Linked DNA regions of Ovis aries: region 1 is linked to region 2. Evidence: chromatin contacts called from public Hi-C data. All regions are on one chromosome and are shown on one strand. Each heading gives the region's core, a stretch centred on a gene start, on an enhancer-like site or on the middle of the called end of the contact. The rest is flanking DNA. Distances are from core to core; before and after follow the strand shown.

Region 1 (5,326 bases), core at 1,144-3,643, 160 kb before region 2:
GCTGGTTGTTGAAAGTGTCGCAGTGGCCTGTGCGGCCCCGGTTCAGGTCCCCGTCAATGTACAGTGCCGGGCCGCCCCCTCCACCTGCGGGACACTCGGTCAGTGGCTGCCCTCTGTCGAGCGCTGCCCCAGGGGACCCTCCTCCTGCTCCCAAGCCTCTCCCTTTGGACCAGGCGAGTCTTGGGCTGGCCTTGTCCAGCCCTGCCAGAGGCCTCTGTAAGGCCACGGGGCTGCTCTCTACTCCAACCTGTCCCCCATCCCCAGCACACAGCCTCAGGTCCCCACGCTCCCCACATGCCTGCTCCACCCCCCACAATCTGCTGCTTTCTTCCTGCCACTGTGGGGGCTCTGTCTGTCCTTCAGGTGAGGCACCTACCACCTGGGGCAACCAGGACTGGCCCGGGGCTTCGGCACCTATGACCCTGTATCCTCCTCCCAGCTAAGTGACCGCGGACAGGCAGGAGCCGGTGCCCACCTATGATGAGGCAGTCGCTGCCCCCTGCCATGAACAGGGACTCCGTCTTGGAGGGCAGGTTGAAGTGCCGAGTAGCCAGGAACGGCGAGAGACGGTCAGCGGGCTCAGAGGACACAGAGTGGCTGGGGGAGGGTGGAACGGTGGCGGACTCCAGGGACGCGGGCTTGGTCAGCTCTGGGTGTTTGATGACCACCCACTCGTAGCGCTGGACCTCGGGCTGCAGCTGAGGACAAAGGCCGGTGTGAGGACTTGACTCACGGCACCCGCTCTCCCCCAGGGCTCATCGTCCGTGCCCAGCACGAGGACCCGAGCCGGGGCGGGAGCCGGCGCACACTGTGCCACAGAGGGCTGCCTGCTCTCGGAGCTCGCCTCTAAGGGTCACACCCAGCAGGTGACGGAAGGTGTGTCTGGAAGTAAGCAGGGTCACGTGAGGGGGTGACCTCCCGCAGGGGGCCCACTCACCCTAAACACGAAGCACTCTCCGGTCCCGAAGAAGCCCAGCTTGCCCCCAAACTTGTTTCTCTCACTCCAGTCTGTTGACAGGTAGGCGCCACACACCTGGGGAGGAAGGCCCAGGGGGAGGCTGCACCTGGCGCGCCCACGGGAGCCCCCCAGCGCTCAGGGCAGCTGAGAGCTGAGGCTCAGCCACAGCCCCACACCCTGACCACTGGAGGGCCAGGGCTGAATGGGGCACGGGAAGGTCAGAGTGTGTTAGGGGCGCCTGGCAGGGCTCAGGTATGGAGGCTGCCTTGCCCGCTGATGGCTCCTGGGATATTTCCATTTCCCACCTGGGCCCAGAAGCCTGGAGACAAGCCCGTGTCCACACTCTGACTATGGGCATCAGCCCCGGGAGGCCCCTCAGATGAAAGCTTCCAGGAGGCACCTGCTCAAGAAACACTTCCCAGGCCTCCTATCAGCCAGCAAAGTGCTTTATTTCACCATTAGAGTCACCCCTCCGAGTGGTGACGGAGGTGTCTGACACTCGGGCCACCTGCTGTCACAGACTCCCGGGCTCCTCCTGGGAGCCGGACGCAGGGTCTGAGGCTGAGGAGACAGTCCTGCAGGTGCAGCTGGGCGTCTGGGAGCCACCACCGCACGCAGACGCGCCAGGACGGAGGCGCTCACTTTTCTAGACACCCTTAGTATGTTCCAGACGACAGCCACTGCAGAGAACAAGGCTCTGAGAACTACCTGCTGGGGTGGAGGAGGGGAAGGCGCCGGCAGACTGCTGCAGGAGGGCGTGGGCCTTGCTCACCTGGCATTTCTGCAAAGCTCCTCTAGACTGCCGGGCCAGTCAGGCTGGGGGTCTGGACCCCCGGGGAAATAGGGAGGCCCTGGGAACTTGGGGGGTCATGTGAGGAGGCTAGATTTACCTCTCTGTAGAGGGCAAGCCCTGCTCTGTACCCCTAAGCCCAGGAAACCTGGGTGGGGGCTATGAGGGAACACCCACCCTCCCCAAAGTCCAGGGGCCAGGGTCACCCTGGCTGGTCCTTACCTCCTTCTGCGTAGTTTTGATCAGCAGGACAGTGGGCTCTCGTCCTTCGCACTGGAAGTAGAACCTGGGGGCAGAGAATCCCCTTGCCAGTCTGACAGCAGTGCCCGCCTCTGCCCCCCTCCCTGGCTGCCTCCCTCAAGCCGCTGCTGACCCTGGCTGCCCAGGGCGGACGGACCTGACACTTGCCCGTCCTCCTCTCCCAGGAACCAGGCACACGGCTTAGATGGCAACACCTAGGCTTGGGCGCTTCTGCCAACAGGGAGCCCCAGCCAGGAGGCCGCAGGCCAAGCGGTCAGAGCCCTGGACATTCTGCCCTGATATGCCCGGAGGAGAAGCGGCAGGGCAGACGGCCTCTAGCACATAGCCACCCGCCAAGTGCTTTGGGGAAGCCAGAACCAGAGGAACAGGTCTGTGCTCCGGGAAAGCTCAGAGCGTTCTCGGGCGCTGGCAGCACCAGGGAGCCAGGAGGAGGCCTGAGGCCACTGCTGTGCCGGCGCAAGTGTCCAGGGTTTGGCTAGCGTCCCTCTGTGGGCCTCCCACACCACAGAGGGGTTGCTAGCTATGCCAGAATGTGCAGGTGGCACTCTACGGTGCCCGTCATATGGGCTGGGCCCCTCTGTCTGCACTGCCCTTGACCCAAGGCAGAGCAAAAGTCAGAAGCCACCTGAGGCTCTCAGGGCCGCACCTGGCAGAGCACCCCAGAGAGACGGGGTGCCTCGGGAGAAGCCTGCCAGAATCCCCTGGACACTGGCCAGGGCCCAGCATAGCCCACAGGGCCAAGACGGACCTGGTATGGACTGGTGACACGGGGGCGGAAGAGCAGTCCCCAAGGCCGGCCGCCTCGAGCCGTCCTGACGTTCTGTAAGCTCGGGGCGGGGAGTCTGCTCCTGACCGCCACGCCTGAGTGAGGCCGTGGAGCCCTGCGTGTGCCACAGAGGCTCTAACCCTGACTGCTGCAACAGGGGTGGCCCTGGAGTGAGCGATGCTCAGAAAAGGAGCTCCCAAGTCTAGGCCCCAGGAAGAGGCAGGGCCTTGCCCAGGTGCCTGCGTCCGCAGGCCTGGGTCCAGCCCGACCGGGACCTTCAGGATGTGAGGGCAGGTTGAGGAGCTGGGCAACCCCACGCCTCCTGCTCCGCCTGGCCCTAGGAGTCCAGACCTCGGCAGCTAGAGGGGGCGGGCCCAGGCCCTCCTCCAGGGCGCTACCTGGCCAGGCTGTACCCATGCTGTAGCGAGGAGAAGAGCAGCAGGGGCTGGCAGAGGGCGAACCGCTCGGGGACCCAAGACCAGATGTCTCTCATCTCCTTCACACCGACGATCTCCGAGTGGAAGCTGTCCGCATGAACGGCCAGGTGCACGAACTGCCTGCGGGAGTGAGCAGAGGTCAGAGCAGAGCTGCAGCCCCAGCCCCGGCCATGCACCCCGACCCCTCCCGGGAGGGGAGAGCCTCTCATGGGAGCTCAGCCTGGAGGGAGCTTCTTACCTGTGGAGCCAGGTCAGAGCCTGGTCCTAGGGGCCCTCAGGAGGGCACGGGGTAGAACGGCCCTGGAGTCCTGCTCCCACCCTGCTACCGAGGGGAGAGCACCCAGCCTGGGGGCGGGAACGGAAGCCCCCTTTCTCTAAGAAACGGGGACAGAGAGAGTCAGCTCTGGCAAGACAATGCTTCCAGGCCAGCCAAGCACCGACAGCAGACAGACAGACAGACGGGCCTGAACATCAGCCAGGCTCTGGGGCAGCACTGCTGAAGCCAGCCCTGAGAGCCAGAGCAAGTAGCCGGGCCGGAAGACAGAGAGAAGCCAGGTGTGGAGACACAGTTTCCAGACCTACCTTTTAGAAAGTGAAACACTGAGAAACAGGAGGAAGCAACGGACACGGAGAAGAGGCAGAAAAATAAAACAGACAAGGAGACGTTAGTGGCAAGTACTAACACCCAGGACACGCCTGCCTTTGGCCCACAAGAAAGGTTTCCACACCTACAGCCAGGGCACAGCAGTGGCCACTGACATCTCAGGACACACGGGCCCTCCCCAGGCTGGCTTCCCAGGTGGCTGTGCTCGGGACAGGGGCCCACCAGCACGGGAGCCCAGAGCTGAGGGGCAGGCAGCAAGAGTGGCTCCAGAGTAACCCAGCGAGGCCAGCCTGGCTCCCTCCTGGGCCCACGGGCACCACCGTCAGCTCCAGCCTCCGTCTTGGCCACAGGCCCTGCACCCACAGCTGCCCTGGCCACCTGCAGCTGTGCCAGGCAGGCCCTGTCTCCTGGCCGCTGGTTTTCTGTATGCGCACGGAGGGCTTACTGGCCAGCCGGCCGGACGAGCTCAGGCCCCAAGCCCCCAGGGTGCTTCCTCACAGGCCCCACCCCATGTGGGCCCCAGAGGTGGCCCCAGTGGCCTGCCTACCTCTTCTGCTTGACGGTGATGCCCTTCTGCTTCAGAGCTTTTTCATTGGCCATTTGCAGGAGCTGAATCTCCTTCCGAGAGAAGAGGCGGATGGCAAACGCCTTCTCCAGCAGTTTCTCGGGAGATACAGTCTTGGCGATGTCCCTGACGAAGGCACGTATGTCCTGCTTCACGTTGTCCGACTCGAGCGGCTGCCCAGCCCTCACTTTGTGGAAGAACTTGAGGATGGCCAGTGCCACGCGGTACAGCACCTTGTAACCCTCCACCAGGAAGACGTCGAAGACACGGGCGAAGTAGCTGAGGGGCAGCTCCCCGAAGAGCCAGCGCTGCCAGTCCGCGTACACCTGCAGGACGTCCTCCGACACGGCCACCATTAGCTTGTGGGCCGCCTGGCAGTACTTGTTCACCAGGTCCCCAAACGTCATGCAGGAAGACTCGAAGGCTAGGAAGCTCTGGTCTACCAGCTTCCTGCTGGGGTCATTGCAGGCCAGGATGCGGCAGGCCTTCTCAAAACACTCGGCCTCATCGGCGCTGTAGTGCAACAGCAGGGCCACGACGGCCGGCAGCGCGGGGCAGAAGGACACGTCGGGGAACTGGTTGCTGATGCACAGCAGGATCTTGCGCACAGCACCCTCGCCCTTTGAGTTCAGGCAGTAGCTCGGCACCTGCGTGTTGTCCACAAACTCGGGCAGGGGCAGGCTGGTGCTGCTGTGCTTGCCCACGATCTTGCCGACGATGTCTCTGTACACGCTGGCATCAGGGGTGACTGTGCGGCAGGGGATGTCCCGGATCAGACGCTGGTACACCTGCCCCCGCAGGGCGTAGCTGCGGGCCCAGTAGCCCTGGCGTGCCAGCTGCTTCAGCTCCTGCAGCTCTGTGCAACTCAGCTCTTTGGGCCCCAGGTCTGGGATGGCTGAGTCCATCTTGTCTCTGTCCACAAAGCAGTTGTAGGCTGGGGGGTGC
Region 2 (6,141 bases), core at 417-2,916:
ACCATTATATGGATCTCCCAATGGACAAAGACTAGATGGAGCATTTAGGTTAGCCTTGCTTTTTTAGCGGGCCTTCCGCAGAAGGCTGGTGGAATTTTCAGTGATTGGGGGATGTGTGTGTGTGTGTGTGTGTGTGTGTGTGTGCACACACATGCATGTTTAGTTGTGTCCAACTCTGTGACCCCATGGACTGTAGCCCTCCAGGCTCCACTGTACCTGGAAGTTTCCAGGCAAGAATACTGGAGTGGTTGCCAATATTTCCTCCTCTGGGGGATCTTCCCAACCCAGGAATTGAGTCCCAGTCTCCTGGGTCTCCCGCATTAGCAGATGGATTCTTTACCACTAGCGCCACCTGGGAAGCCCTTAGTGATGGTTGAAGTGAGTCAAGAGTCCATTTGGCAGCTGCTTGCAAACTGGGAGTCCAGAGCCTGGAATCTTTACATGTGACAATATGCCTTTGCCAGTGACCTTCACACCCTCCCAGTTCATGATTATGAAAATTGATAATAATTACAATAGCAGGCACCCTAACATGATTAAGAACAAAGATATAGAACTCTCTGCAGTTTTCTGCCTTGATCCACAAGATCATTCTTCTTGTAGCCCCAACCATAAAAGGGAAATTCTGAGTCAGCCAGTTCTGTTTCTGGACTTGGTTATGCAAAACTGTGATCAGGTTTAGAAAGGGGTTGAAAAAACTCATGGAGTAACCAACTTAAGTTAGAAATGGGAAGAATTGGTTCTTGAAATAAAAAAAAGATTAAGGAAGAGAAGCAGGGTGAAGAGAAGGACTAGTCATCCAGGTTCACAGAGCTTTTCCCCATACTTTCATTGTGAGGGAAGGGGCCCAGTATACAAGGAAAGATGGGAGAGACAATTTTTAAGATGTTTGTGACATTAATAATCCACTCATTCAGTAATTGCGTTCAATTTTTTTTTGAATACTCATTACAGAGACCAGTATAGATTAAATCTCTAGTTATATTCTGCTTGCAGATCCCAGGGCATTGCAATCAGCACTTATGGTTTTTCCCATTTCATTTTGAAATACTAAATACCTTTGAGTTTGGTATTATCATTTTAATTGCAGGAATAGGAAATTGAGGTTCACGAACTTTAAATGCCAGGCCTGCACTAGTTAGGGAATCCGGGCAAGATCTGAAGCCAGGTCGTTGTGGCTTTTTCATTCAATAAATATTTATCAAATGCCTCCTCTGTGCCGGGACCCTAGGATGTCGCCATGAACTATAAACAACGTCCCTCTTGGAGCCCACCTTCTGGTGAGAGAGACAGAAGAACGGCAAACAAGTAAATAACACCATTTCAGAGAGTGAAATAAGTTCCGAAGTAAAGACGCGGGGCTCTGTGATGCTCCATCGCTAATCCATTAAGAGTCTGGGGGCAGAAGTAAGCTCCCGCCACGGGTCATTACTTTACGGTTCAGAGGGTCGTGTCCGCATCCCAGGGACGCACTCGGAGTAGGCAGGAGCCCGGCTGGTCAGCAGGCGGCGTCCGGGCTCAGCGACCTCCGCCAAGAGCCGCCCGAGGCCCAGCCAAGGGCAGCCAGGCAGCCTGCGGCAGGCGGACGTTGGGCCGCGGGAGGATCCTCGGAATCGACGCGCCGCTGGCCGCGCTCACGACTCGGGCAGTCAGGAGCCGAGTAGCCAGCCCCCGGCGACTGTTGGCCCCGCGCCGTCCCCTCCTCGAGCCCCTCCGCCCCCAGTGACCCCGGCCGGGCCTCGGGACCCTCCCGTCCAAGGTGACCCCTAACCCATCCTCACGACTCTCTCGGCTTCCCTCCTGAGGTGACCCTGGCTCTGACTCTCGACCCTCCTGCCTGAGGTGACCCTCGAGGCCTCGCTACCCCATTAATTGACCCTGGCACTAACGCCACACCCGGGAAGTCTGGGCCGTCCTACCGACCCCACGGCCGTTTTCTAGAAATTTCCACGCCCTCCATGTTCCCCAGGGCCTCGTTTGCCTAGCCGTCTCCTCGCCAGGCCCATGGTGGCAAAGCACCCTTCTAGCGTCGGGAGAAGAGGCCCAGAGCTCAACGAAAGACCGTGCTGGAGAAGAAATGGAGGATGGCCAGGAAAGCCAGAAGTCGGGCAACGACTACTTCAGCTGCCTGGAAATCATGTGGACCACGCGGTTCTCCTCACGGGTGGACCCCGCACCCAGGCTCCCGCGTCGCGCGCCCCCTGCCGACCGTGTCGCGGACGCGCGGAACACTGCGCAGGCGCGAACTGAGCGGGGCCTGGGCGGGTCGGGGCGGGGCTTCCCCGGGGCGGGTCCGACACCCGCAGGGGCGACCTGCTGCGCATGCGCGAGCCGGCCGGCGCGCCCCCTGCAGGACCCGGGGCGACCAGGTCCTCAGCCCGACGCTGGTCGCAGGCGCCCCCTCCCCGCCGCGGCGGCCCGGCAGCTGTCAGCAGCGATCGCCGCCGCGAGGCAAGAGCGGAGCCGGGAGCCGAGGGAGGGGACCCCGCGAGAGGGTAGCGCTGGCCGCCGTCGCCCAGGCGCTGAGGGTCGGTGAGTGCAGCCAGGACCCGCATCTCGCGCGAGCTGGCTCGCAGGGCTCTTGGCTTGGGGGCCACTTCCCCGCCCGGGACGCCCTTCGTCCCCCCGGCCGTCCCCGTCCCGGTCCGGGCACCCGGCCGCTCCTGCGAGCCCGCCGCGCCCCTGCCCTGCCACCGGCCTCCGGCGCCGGGCCAGCAGGTGCATCTCCCGGCAATGCCAGGCCGCCCTGACTCAGGCTGCCCCTCGGCGAGAGCTCTGGGCGTGTCCCCATCCCCGCAGGCAGCTGCCCAAAGCCGCTCCCCTAGGAGAAACTTAACCTTCCCGGAACTAGAACCTCTGCGGAATCCATTGTGCCGAGCCAAGGAGGGTGGACAGACGTTTCATACCTTAAGAACCGCTGGCCTTTACCCGGCAGACAGTTTGAGCACTTGCTGCGAAAGCCATGCAGCATCCCTGGCCGGGGAGCCGAGGCAGGGCCGCCAAGGATGCTGCTGCCTCATCTCTCGGTGCAGAGATTCCCAGTGTGGGTGGGAATGCATTCTCGTATCGGAGTCCGCCCTGCTCTCCAACCCTCCTTCTCATGAGCCTCGGGGTGGGGGTCCAGTGGTCCACTGTTAGTGGTGGGAGTTGTGTGGGGAACCGAAGGAAGAGGACCTCCTGGTCTAGGTGGAAGGGCCTTCAACAGCCTTGGTGCCCATGATCAGTCTGTATTTGGCATGAATTTGTGTTTACCGCACAGAGTCGGACGCGACTGAAGTGACTTAGCAGCAGCAGCAGGTATCCTCTCTTGCCTGAAGTAGACTGTAAGCTTCATGAGGGCAGGGGCCGTCTCCTAAAAGAAGGCTTAGGTTGCAAGCCTGGTGCATATTTGTCCCTTGAATGAATGCCCCTCCCCACTTCCTGGGACTTTGCCTGATTAAAGACAGTTACCTGCTAGGGTTATTTCTGTTTGCTTGCCTCTCTGCCTCCTGAGCTGTGAGCTCCCTGAAGGCACAGAATGGCTCTTGTTGGGGCTTTCGCTCCTAGCACATAGCCAGCAGTTTGGCACATGTCAGGCACTCCAGGAATGCTTGTTGAAAGAGTGGATGAGACCTTGGAGCAGTGTGGAGACCCAGGCAGGCGAGGTGCAGGTGGAAGAGTTAGGCTCTTTTTCGCCTGAGCACATGCATCACTTGATTCAAAACACTTTGGTGCTGCTTTTTTTAAGATTAAGAATGTTTTCCTTCAAAAAGTTAAGGTCGTTGGAAAAGTAAAAGAAAGGGAAAACAGGTAAAAACTGATGCCATGGGAATCCGCTCCACCTAACTTTTCAGGGTGTTGTTTTTATTTAATTGAACAGTTGCTTACTACGTTCAACAAACAGGATGACATCATCCCTTCGCTAAGGTTATCGATCACTATTCTGATGAAACAGCATTTTGGAACAAGACAGGGAGTTCACATTGTTTTATTTTTTTAAGTCACTAGCTTTACACAGTGTATATGCCAGGAAGTCTCATGGGAACCTGTTTTCAGTTAGTCTCAACTGGGAAGGCCCAGGTAAGACTCCCTAATTGGCAGTTTCTTCTCCAGCCCTTCTTCCTGAAATAACAGTAGACTCCTCTGCTCTTGAGGCTTTTGGGGGTGTGGGGGGAGCAGAGCAGTCTAGAACTCTGGGGAGGGAGATAGGCAAGACACTGTGCACGACTGGGGACCTTGGGATAGAGCTAAAGAAATTAGTTATTCCCAAGTAACTGACCTCAGACAGAATGAGATAAGTGCCACACAGGACATCCAGAAAAGCTGCTGCAAGTGTGCAGAGGTGAAGGGATGGCTTTTGACAAGAACAGAAGGTCTCAACCCTGGCTGCAGGTTAGAATCGCCCAGGAAAGAGTCCCAGGCCCAAACCACAGCCCAGAATCTCCAGGGGTGGGCCTCAGGTATTAGTTTCTATCTTAAAGCACTCCAGAAAATTCCATCATGCAGCCAAGATGAACCCCCAAACCAGTCAGGGTTGTCGGTGGTGGCTGCATGAAGGGGCGAGGACTAGTCTGGGAAATAATAGGAAGGATTTCGGAAAGCAGAGGCTGGAATAGTGGATGATACTCCAAGCCGACAAAAATCACAGAAGGCCTATGTCCCAGCCCCAGGAAAGCATTAGGCGATGTCCGTCCCTGTCCTGGGAGACTTGGGCAGTGCCTGTCCCCCTGCCTCGCTGAGTCGTCCGCCACATTTGGAGAGATCTGGAGTCAATGGGCAGAGAGGCACTGTTGCAGGAGCTAATGAGCTTGCTGCCTTGCTTGTTACAGAAAATCCATGGTTACCTCTCTCTGGGGATGCTCAGTTGCCTCGTTACCTCGTTTCCTGCACCTCCAGAGGCAGAAGGCTAGTGGGATGGCAAAGCGGACCGAGGCTGCAGCCAAGGTTAAGAGAGTAGGCGATGGCACAGACTTTGTGGAACTCTCCCCTTGTAGCCTCCTCTGGGCCACACCTTTGGTTTAAAAATATACCCCATCACCTGTTGCTGGGAGCTTCAGTGCAAACTCAGAGCCATGTGGTTCTGAGGAGCCCACCACCACAGATCATGGCACTGAGTGTGAGACTCACCAACTAAGACTCCATTCCGGCCACCACATGACCGTGCCCTTGAAGCATGGCCTTGAACCTGGCCTTACAGGGCCCTGGGGCTGTGACCACGCCTTGTAGATTTGTTCCTACCTTATCTGCAGAAGGGCCAGTTGTGTGAATAAGTTGTCCAGAAGCTCTTTTCCGGGGCACTGCTATATGTAAAAGAGCTGGATCATGCACCACCATATATTTTATTTGCTTATTAGAAAAGAGAGCCATGTGGGCACTTCCCCGGTGATTCAGTGGTTAAGACTCCACAGGGTGGTGAGTTTGATCCCTTGTCAAGGAACTGAGATCCCACATGCCATGCAGTGGCAGAGCCAAAAAATAGGTGAATAAATTAAAATTTTAAAGATAGCCATATGCTACTGTCCTGAATATCATGGACACAGAAGCGCGTACAAATACAGACCTGTTAAATGGATGAGAGGCAAAGTGAACATGATTAATTTTTTCAATAGTGCGAAATCTACTGCACAAATGTGTGCTGTTCTTAAAAGAGAGCCAGGTGATCAAGTCTACATCCCGTTTATGAACTCTTGGTGAGGCCTGAGCCCAGCGTCTGCAAGTCTGGTTCTGAGTTCTCTGTATGTCAGTTCCTGGTTTTCTAGCGGTCCACAGTGATCTTCAGGAAGGCACGCAGACTGTGCTGTGCGCCTGATCCTTGCTTGTCGATCCCAGCCACCAGTTGTGCCAGAGCTCTTGATGAATCTGGGCTGGTGAGTGTTCAGGGGCTCTCAGGTGTGGGGTAGACATTCTGGCTCCCAAAGCTTTTGCTGTTCGGGTACAAGTGTTCACGTGATGGTGCTCTTGCCGCATCTGTGGCAATACTGTCACGCGCTGGGGTAAACATCCCCAGACTCTGTGCTCATAAATGCTGTGTTCTCGGCACAGGTTATTCTGAAAAGCTGTAACTCACGCATCTTCACCTTTTCCTTGAAGGGATAGATTTGAGCACATTGGCTTAAAACTGGTAAGCTGACTGACAGTCTGCTGCACTCCTTTGTCACTAGA

The links. A called contact is a pair of places that touch in the nucleus more often than the background predicts.
Region 1: a contact with region 2 is called in a Hi-C map of liver, with 5 times the contacts expected there. The contact joins the enhancer-like site here to the promoter of LOC101115931 in region 2. A contact is called at or near these places in 8 of 16 Hi-C or Micro-C datasets (blood, hypothalamus, liver and 3 more).

Annotation. Positions count from the first base shown.
Region 1 is chr24:2,509,723-2,515,048 of ARS-UI_Ramb_v3.0, reverse strand. It overlaps TBC1D24 (TBC1 domain family member 24), which reads right to left. Exons shown (of 8, transcript XM_060406176.1): 2 at 4,364-5,326; 3 at 3,174-3,332; 4 at 1,971-2,034; 5 at 938-1,033; 6 at 476-698; 7 at 1-84. Among named protein-coding and RNA genes, the nearest start is that of ATP6V0C, 13 kb to the left of the region's middle. Within about 2 kb of position 2,393, at least 6 of the 54 cell types and tissues checked have an H3K27ac peak or open chromatin away from gene starts, as enhancers often do. A contact at or near this core is called in liver and muscle, where this site is marked.
Region 2 is chr24:2,351,373-2,357,513 of ARS-UI_Ramb_v3.0, reverse strand. LOC101115931 (ATP-binding cassette sub-family A member 17) reads right to left here and starts at 1,666. Exons shown (of 30, transcript XM_027961952.3): 1 at 1-1,666. ABCA3 (ATP binding cassette subfamily A member 3) reads left to right here and starts at 2,368. Exons shown (of 34, transcript XM_060406305.1): 1 at 2,368-2,532.